Linked DNA regions of Sus scrofa: region 1 is linked to region 2. A link is a contact called in public HiChIP or PLAC-seq data. All regions are on one chromosome and are shown on one strand. Each heading gives the region's core, a stretch centred on a gene start, on an enhancer-like site or on the middle of the called end of the contact. The rest is flanking DNA. Distances are from core to core; before and after follow the strand shown. Region 1 holds the start of NAA15 (N-alpha-acetyltransferase 15, NatA auxiliary subunit). Region 2 holds the start of SETD7 (histone-lysine N-methyltransferase SETD7).

Region 1 (4,607 bases), core at 519-3,018, 210 kb before region 2:
ATTGCTGAGTTCAGAGTATTAAATCATTGACTGTGTGTCCAACAGCTATCTGTAGGTGCACTTTAACTGGGACAAGACTCACGTAAATGTTGAATCAGACTAGTATTCACTGAGTGTTAAATACTGCTATTTATTTGTTATCAGCCAAAAAGAACATAGTAGCCAAACCATATTGCTGGTTCATCTATTCAGTTACTCAGCTCCTGGTGGAAACTACTGTTTGTTTCAAGAACATAAATTTTCTTCCCCCAAGGTGAAAATAGCGTATTATTTACAGGAGAAATTTCGGAAACCATAGCAAATAATATTGCTACAGGGGCTTTTGGGTATAAAGCTAGAGATTTGGAAACCCCAGTTGGTAGCTAAGTTAAAATTATTATCTTAAGTTAGACGGTATTTCTATATTTTAATAGTTCAGATAATTGAAAGATCTGTTGAGGTGCAGTGAAGTTTGAAGGTTATCACTAAATAACCGTTTTTATGGATTCTAAATTTGTTTTGGGTCTTATTATTTTTTTAGAAAGCTAAAGTTTAAAAAAACCCTGAAAACCATACTTCAAAACTCAGAGGCAGTTGTTTCATGAAACTTTTAAAGAGATCAGAGAATTTGAGGAAATTCCAGATTTGACTGCTAAAGCCTTACTTATGACCCAGGCAAAAGGAGAGGGTACTCAAAAATCCAAGCAATAGTCTCAGATTTTTCCATGGGTAAATGTGTTGCTCAACTCACACCTTCCACGGAGGATTAAAGAGCAAGCTGAGGAGGGTAAAGTATTTGTGTAAATATGATTAAAAGATCAAAACTATTGTGTATATTATTTAATGATGCATGACACAAAGAATGCTACGGCTGATAGAATTCATGATCTGGAAAGAGATAATCGCAAACAACCAAGGGTAAAAAATAGCTCATATGTGATGATTTGCAGTCATTAATAGACTGCCATTTTTAAAATAGTTTTACCTTGATTGTGAGTGAAATTGTAAGAGGCTCTATTCGGTATCTAGTCTGACCTTGCTTACTGCAGCAGTTCTCTATTATCTTTGCCAGATACTCTTCAGCTTCCTAAGATTTCAGGATTTCTAATGAAGGGGAGTCACAATGCTAAGCACTAGCTTGATACCAGCTCTAAGGGCGTCAGTGACCTTGAATGCTTCACTATCCCAAGGTGACTCATACAGTCCTCAACACTGCATTGCATGAACTCAATGATAAAATAAAAACACACACTCTAACCTTCAAATGTTTCTTTAGCAGTGCAAATATGGCACTTCAGGGTCTGGCTATCTTTCAGGGTCCTCTTAAAGTAGTAAAAGTAAATCACCGATACCCAGCCAGGCCCATTTAATTGGTTAACTCTTTCACGCTTTTCAGACTCCATTAAGCTCCATCTTCTCTATATCTATTTACAAATACCCACTGGGGTGAAGCCTTCATTTCTCCTTCGCCTCTGGTACCTAATTGGCACTTCATCCGGAAACACGGCGCTTCTTGGACACCGACATTTTAGCACTTTAGGCTCAAACTATGATTATACGCACAGGGAGCCTCTACGCAATGAATGAAAGGCCAATTTAGCAAGGAGGAGTAGAAAGGCTATTTTTGATGAGGAGGCGATGGGAACAGCAGCTGGCTACTCTCCCCTCGCTTCCCCCGCGCCTCCTACGCTGGGACCTGAAAGGGTGGGCGGGGCTTGCCGCTACCCTCCCGGCCCCGGCCAGCCGCCAGCTCCAGGTTTCCCAGCAAGCTTCAGGACCAAGGGGTGGGGAAAGGAGGTCATCGCGCCTGCGTACTAGGAGGTGTGACCCGGGTGGGAAAGCCCTCCGCGTCCGCCATTTTGGCTGCCTCTGTCGGTCTGTTCAGTTACCACGTGAACCGCCGACGGAGACCCGTAAGGGGGGGGGGAAAGCGGTGGTAGCGTTAAGTGAGAAAGGAAAAAAGACTACGAGGGGAAGGGGTGTCGAGGTTGGGCGACGCGGTGACCCGAGGCCTGGTGGCGGCGGTGGATCGGGGCAGTCAAGGCTGAAGCAGCCAGGGAACGACGGCGGCGGCGGTCGGACAAGCAGACTGACCGAGCCGGGCGGTGGCGGGAGCAGCGGGAGGAGCCGGAACGATGCCGGCCGTGAGCCTCCCGCCCAAGGAGAACGCGCTCTTCAAGCGGATCTTGGTAAGTGTGAGGCTCTGGGCAAGCAGTGTGGAGGATTTAGCCGGTACACGGGCCTGTCACCTCTAACCTCGGCCCGCCGGGCACCAGGCCACCCCCGCCCGGGACCCCGCCTTCGTACTCCTAGTCAGGCCGAATGCACTCCTTCGTTCCCTTCTTTTGGTTCCCACTTGGGCTCGCGCGCCAGGGACCACAGTCTTCCTCCTTTCGTCCTCACGTTTCGGAGGCCGTGGTTCCGGAGTAGGCCTCGTTCTCCTAATTTCTAGACTGCCGGTTTTCATTCTCCCCGAACGGAGAGAGGAGAGGCCTGGTCTTTAGCAGGGAAGTGGGCAGCACAGGCAGGAGTGGTGGCTCGGGTGGTGCGGGAACCATGCTGGCAGGCCGAAGTGGCACCCTTGGAAGGAACAGGTGGTGCGGATGCAGCGCAGCTCATTCATTGCCCAAGCGCGACTCTCCCTCCATCGTCCGTCCCTCCCTCTTCCTTTCCTCTTGGGATTCACCTGTCCCCGCCCGACTTGGAGACACAGAACGGCCTGGAAGGAGGGAAGGAAAAAAGGAGTTAAGAAGAGGAAAAGGAGCTTTCTAAATGACTATCTTCTTGTAGTCAGTAGCTTGCTTGAGTCTGCAGCTTCTCGGCCTCTCTCATTCCCTCTTTTCTGAAGTAGGGAAGAGACATTTATTTCTTAGTTTCCGAGCGGGAAACAGCCCCACCCCATCACCCTCCTAGGGAGGTGGGGCGCGTTGCGAGGGGGCGGTCCAGTAGGAAGTGAAAAGTTAAGAGCTTTTAGTTGAGAAGTTCTAGACCCAGGTTTTCTTGTGGATTGAACTGTATTAACACTGATGCAAGAAATAGGCAGCAAAGAGAACTTCTGGAATGGATCTTTCTGATACTAGCTCAGGCTAGATAGTTACTTGCATTTCAAATGTGTGTAGTTTGTATTTATTAAATACCATAAATGCAGCCATGTTTAGAGGACTGTTTACGTTGTAAAATTTATCTTACAACTTTGATGCTATAGTTAATACATTGTAGCACTTTTTTTGTTTGGCATTTACCATGTGGGTTGCCGCTTTCAGGGAAACTGCATTTGCCAAATTTAAGATTTAGGATTTGGAGTGTGTGTGTGAAAGTGTTAGTTTTTTCCTCTGGTAATTTAAATTTATTACATTTGTTTGAAAAGTATAACAACTCTGGGGATCCACGTTTGCTAGACCTAGGAAGGTAGTCCATGTTGAACTAACTTTGATTTTACAAAAATATCCACATGCTTACAGATTTAGTCAATTCGTGTGGAAAACATGAGGAAGTCAATCCAATACCATGTAACTCTTAATTACCTTGAAGTCCTTAATGCGAGTTTTTGGTTTTGAGACTAATGGGAGTATAGGTGGGACTATAGCACAGTTTTATCAGAACAGTTTGTTTACTTTTGAACCTTTTTAAAGAACTAATTGGTGTGTGGGTTTGGCTGTAACATAGTTTTAGGATAGCAGTTTTTTGGGTGTGTTTTTTTTTGGTCTTTTTGCCTTTTCTAGGGCCGCTCCCACTGCACATGGAGGTTCCCAGGCTAGGGGTCGAATCGGAGCTGTAGCCACCGGCCTATGCCAGAGCGACAGCAACGCGGGATCCCAGCCGTGTTTGCAACCTACACCACAGCTCACGGCAACGCCGGATCCTTAACCCACTGAGCAAGACCAGGGACCAAACCCGCAACCTCATGGTTCCTAGTCGGATTCGTTAACCACTGTGCCACGACGGGAACTCCAGCAGTTTTTTGTATTTAATATTCCTTCCCCAATGCTTATTTTGAAAAACTAAAGTTGAAAAGTTGAGACAAGGTACATGAAGCCCTCATGAACCCTTTATGTAAATTTAATATTTAAAATTTTGCCATATTTGCCTTCTCTTTCTTCTCACTCATATATACAAGCATTGAAAATAAGTTGCAGGCCTGATACTTCATCCCTAAATGCTTCAGCAAGCATCTTCTAAGAATAAGGACATTATGTTGTGTAACCACAATACCATTAACAATCATTCCCTAATATTGTCTGTTATCCAGTTTATATTCGTATTTTCCCAACTGTTATGACAGTGCTTTGTTAAAAAAAAATCAAACTTTTTATTTTTAGGTAACTAGAGTCAAGCGTAATTTTAAAAAACAATGTGGAGAGATTACCTAGGACCCTTTACCCAGTTTCCCTGTTGCTCATGCTTTGCAAGCTATAGTTCAATATCATACATAACATTGGTACAATCTGTCAATCTTATATTTCTCCATTTTACTTGTATTAATTTGTGTGTATATTTAGTTCTTGCAATGTTATCACATGTGTAGATTATATAACCATCATTACAGTCAATATATAGAACAGTTTCATGAACACAAGGATCCCTCTGTTGCCCTTTTAGAACCACACCCTCCCATGTTCCTCCCATCT
Region 2 (4,647 bases), core at 236-2,735:
CTCCGCGCAGTGCGCGCTCCGGCCCGCGTGGCCGTGGCTGTCCGGCCCCTGCTCGAGCCGGGCAGCGGGCCACCCGCGGAGGGGACAGTGGCGGCCTCGGGGCCCTGCGCCGCGCGGGTCGCAGCCCGCCACTCCTTCCGCGTTCCGTGCCCTCGGCGCCTCCTCCCCCGGCCCCAGAGAAACGCTTGTACCTTCCACCGCCTCCTCCACCATCTCGTCGTCGCTATCCATGGCGGCTGGGGACCCTGCCCAGCTCGGGGCCGCGCCGCTGCCTCCCGTCCCTCCGGGTGCTCCCGGCGGCTGAGCGAGCGCTGGGGCTGAACCCTGCGAGTTTAGAGGAGGAGGAAGAGGAGGAGCAGTCGGGGCTGGCTCGCACTGCCTCCCCCTACAGCCCTTTCAATTCCTTGGCCTTAAGCTGCTCCGGCAGCAGCCGTCCCTCCTCCCTTCGCCCACTTGCCCCTTGCCTCCGAGGCTCGGGGTGCCGCCGTGGCCGCCGCCGCCGCTGCAACTTTCTCCTGTAATACCCCCTCTTTGTTATCGAGCAGCTGATCCGCTGACATCACCCAGCGCCGGTGCGCTCCCTCCCTCGTTGATTGACAGTTCCCTGTCCCTTCCCAGAAGTAAGGCTTCTTAAAACGAAAGGCGCTCCGAGTCCGCGCTGACTCCGTGCCCCAGCCCATCAGCCCCCGGGCCCAGAAGGGTTTATCTTTTGCTTCTGAGCTGCCTGGTGCGTTCCGACCGCGCCACGCCGGGCCTGGGCTCGGTGGGCTCCTCGCGAGCGCTCGGGACCTCCAGGTACCCGCCCTCCAGGGGCTCAGAACTCCCGACCTCCACCTGTGCGGGGGACCACTTGGAAGTCCGCGGGCAGTGCTCACCACCCCCACTCCCATCCCCCGCCCCTTGGACAGCCTCCAAAGGGCAAGGGAAGCTAAGGCAGCGTTCCTGACGCTCCAGCGCCTTAACTTCCTTCTGCTCTCGCCCTCACTTCACCCTCGTTTGCCACCCGGAGCTGCACGAGTGCGGCACGCACGGGAGCGCAGGTGTCCCCCGCGTTGCCGCATCACATCCGCGAGCAGGTTTCCCAGACACGGGGTGGGGGTGACATCCAGCCCAGATGAGGTTCCAACCCTAGTGCGCTGCGTCCTCACCCTCCTCGGGACCGTCAGGCGTCCTGGGTGATTCAGAAATTCACCAGATCCAAATGGCAGCGGTCTCTTTACCAGGCAGGAAACAAGCCGCGCGGAAGGCCCGGCAGGTCCCTCCTCGCGGTTGTGGTAACGGAAAAGGAACCACCGAGTGGAGCTACCGGGGAAGGACCCTCTGTCTGGCGCGCCTCCTTCTCGCGCCTCTCGCCCTGTACGTGGGATGTCCCCAGCCGTCTCCCTGTTCCTCCGAGTGCCAACCCCTTCACAGATTCGGGCTCTCGAAGTGGAGAACATCACAGGGCGCCCGCTTCCCGGCCGCGCCACTTAGTGTCATTATGGCGTTGCCTCTTACAGGTGGCGATAAAGGGCGGCTGTAAATAGCTGGCTAAATGGATGCAAATGTACACAATGTACCGTGGAATTACCGGGTGCCGCTCTGGGCATCCGCCAAGAACAGCTACTGCACGGAGAGGGCGGGGGGATAGAAGGGAGCAAGAGAAAGTTGTTTATTTTGTTTTCTGAACAGCAAAAGAGACTTGGGGGATTTCAAAGTACTTCCAGTACCGGGAGACCACGCCTTGGTTTTGGCTTTGGGCTTAAATGCCAGGTATTCTTATCCAGTGTTGTGAGTTTCTCCTTAAGTTCAGTTTTTGTTTTTGTTTTGGTTTTGGTTTTGGTTTTGTTTTGTTTTGTTTTCCTCTGTGAAAAAGAGAATCATGTTAGGAACATTTGTCCTATACTCTGCCAGGAATTTCAACCCCCTTTGTTTCAGAAAGAGAGGGAAGGGTCCTGTGCCAGGAGTTAGGAAACTTGGGTCTTGGTATTGCTCACCTGCAGAGGGACCCTGGGAGGCCACCTCTTCTGGCCTGAGTTCCTCCCTTAGGAGCTAAGAGGTGCTGCGACACTGGAAGAAGGACCCTCCAGTCTAGACTAGAACACTCTGAGGTCCCCCAGCTTAGGCTAGACTGCTCAGAGGTTCCCCAGCTTAGTCAATACCTTTCAAAAGTCTTCTGGCTTAGATTTAACCTTCTTATTAAAGGTTTCCAGTGCAGATACTTGGCTCCAAAGCTACACAGAGAAGGGGTTTCTGCAGTGGAAGATGAAAGAACCACTTCATTTTACATCATTTGTAAACATGAACCATAGAAACAGAATTTTCTTTCTTTCTTTCTTTTTCTTTCTTTCTTTCTTTCTTTTCCCCCCACCATGTACCAAGCTTACTCACTCACTGGTTTTGAGTTACATGACATTTTTTCTTATTTTCCCTTTTTAAGCATATCATCGCCTCTCTTTCATATTATACTGGTGCACACAGCACACCAGATATCATCTTCTTCTCCAGTTTCCAGTTTATCTTTTTAAAAGATACTGAAAGCTAAAGGCAGCACACATTATTTATGTATTTACTCAAAAGGGGCTGAAGCAGAGGGAGGGTAGTTTGGAAGAAATCACCCCTCGAAATACACAGGTGGGGTCACAGAGTCGCAGCAAGTTCACAGTGGGTTGGGTATGTGGGTGGAGGGAAGGAGGGAGGGATCTCATCAGGGGTGTCCTACCCTAACTTTAAGTTTAGAGGAGGATGTCCAGCTTGGTGCTATGAAGTTTTTCCTGCCCACCCAAACTGTCATGTGCTCACTTTCCACTTGCTGCTAGAGAACACGTGGAACCCTGCACACAGCCCCCATCTCTGCATCAGGCCTCCTCTGGACTAGTAAGGGGTGGAGTGGAAAGCAACCAGGGCCTTCCTGCCAGAACCTTCTTCAGTTTTGCACATGAGACAGGCAGCAGCAGGGCACAGTCCCAATCCCCTCCCCCACCACTCATGCTGCTGGCTCTGGGTCCAAAGTTTAGGCAAAATGTTTTGATGACTTCCGTAAGATCCATTTGCATTTTTTACAAATCACTTTGTGTGTGTTTTCAATCCCTTTCTCTAGATGGACTGACTGATCTTTCTCAAGAGCCCCAGAACCCAGCACAGTGCATGGTGCAAAAGGAAGGTTAAACCTTGTCAGTGATAATGGTGTAGAGAGGAATATTCTGTTTTATATAAACAGTGCTGAGTCTCTCACACACTGGATCCTCTTCCTGTGTTTGCAAAATGCTTTGTTTTCATTCGAGACTGAAGAGCGTTTTTTGAGTTCTACTTTCCCACATCTACTGGCCCCAAATCTGCTTCCATCGCATTCTTTCCCACAGTTTTCTTCATTGAGAGCTCATTTCATAAAGCCTTCTTTCCACTTGGCTTCCCGCCAGTCTCCTCTGTCGAACTCTGTCCCCACCGATGTGGTCATGGGCTAGAAAATCAATCGAGCTCTTAATCATACTGTGGGGTGGCGGTGGCGATGGCTGAGCTCCTAACTCAGCAGATCCTGATGCACCAGAACAAGCCCCACCAGCGAGGAAAGGGACGGCCCACCCGGGACATCCAACAGCCAGGCCATGGGGTGGGACTTGCTCACACCAAGGAGTGACTTTTCTAAGCTGCCTTGCTTCCTTCACATCCAAGGTTAAATCTCTTCCCACTCAGCTTGGGAAACTTAAGTCCCTCTTCCACTGCAGCAAGCAGTCAAAATACTGAGTTATTTTATTCATTTTACCACCCATGTCTTTCCTCAGTGAAGGCTGGTGCTTACTTGCAAAACCGATATAACTATTGCAATAAATATACTTTCCTGGGCATCTTCCTACATTGAAGGGAAAAAAATCTGTCAGTTCACCACGATACATACTGGCAAACAGCAAAAACCTCATGGATGTGGAACTCGTGTGGAATTCATTAGTCTGGCTGTCACTGAGCCCTCCTCCTGTCCTGTTGGTAGGGGCTGGAGGGGTCCAGGCGCCTTTGGGGTCTCCATGCTACTGCTAGGCAGAGCCTTGCCAGGTGTCCGGGTGGGTGGGTCTGTGGCTGGTGTGCCAGCTCTGCTTTGATCTTTTGCTTACACCATTGGCAGGGAGACGAAAGCAAATGAAAGAACTCTTAAATAATCAAGTCTCACTTTGGCATTGCTCACCCCTTAATGAGATTTTTTTTTTCCCTCACCATAATCTGCCAATTTGATTGAGTTTTCACCTGATCTGTTTTGATTCCCCCAAGGACTAGCCATGCAACTGGTCAATTAAACTCTCTGGACCTTAGTTTTCCTATCTGTAAATGAGGAGGTTGGGCTACTAAAATGCTAAGCTCAAACCTTCTCCATCCACCTTTCCTGGGGAAAAGCTAAATAGAGCATGAAGAGCTCCAGGGATGCACACAGAAAAAGGGGAAGAAACAGGGGCAACCCTGGCAAACGGAATATTCAAGCCCCCTAGTCAGCTCAACTTAACAGCACTGAGATCTGGTGGGGGTGGCAGGGGAGGGGGGAAGACTGTGTCTTACCCTAGAAAAGGAAGCATGGGCCTTTCAGGAGTACCAACATGCTTGGATCCTGAATCACTGAGTTGCTAGTCAAGTGGCTAACTGTGTTAGTGACAACTGCGGAAGCTGGAGGGAGGGGCGGGAGAG

What was found. HiChIP or PLAC-seq counts read pairs in DNA pulled down with a chosen protein or histone mark.
Region 1: a contact with region 2 is called in an H3K27ac HiChIP or PLAC-seq map of skeletal muscle. The contact joins the promoter of NAA15 here to the promoter of SETD7 in region 2. A contact is called at or near these places in 2 of 47 Hi-C or Micro-C datasets (heart right ventricle and skeletal muscle) and 2 of 2 datasets of contacts at active chromatin or transcription factors (alveolar macrophages and skeletal muscle).

Annotation. Positions count from the first base shown.
Region 1 is chr8:87,688,474-87,693,080 of Sscrofa11.1, reverse strand. NAA15 (N-alpha-acetyltransferase 15, NatA auxiliary subunit) reads left to right here and starts at 1,768. Exons shown (of 20, transcript XM_003129186.6): 1 at 1,768-2,168. The coding sequence starts at 2,115.
Region 2 is chr8:87,475,104-87,479,750 of Sscrofa11.1, reverse strand. SETD7 (histone-lysine N-methyltransferase SETD7) reads right to left here and starts at 1,485. Exons shown (of 9, transcript XR_002346776.1): 1 at 1,149-1,485; 2 at 192-324.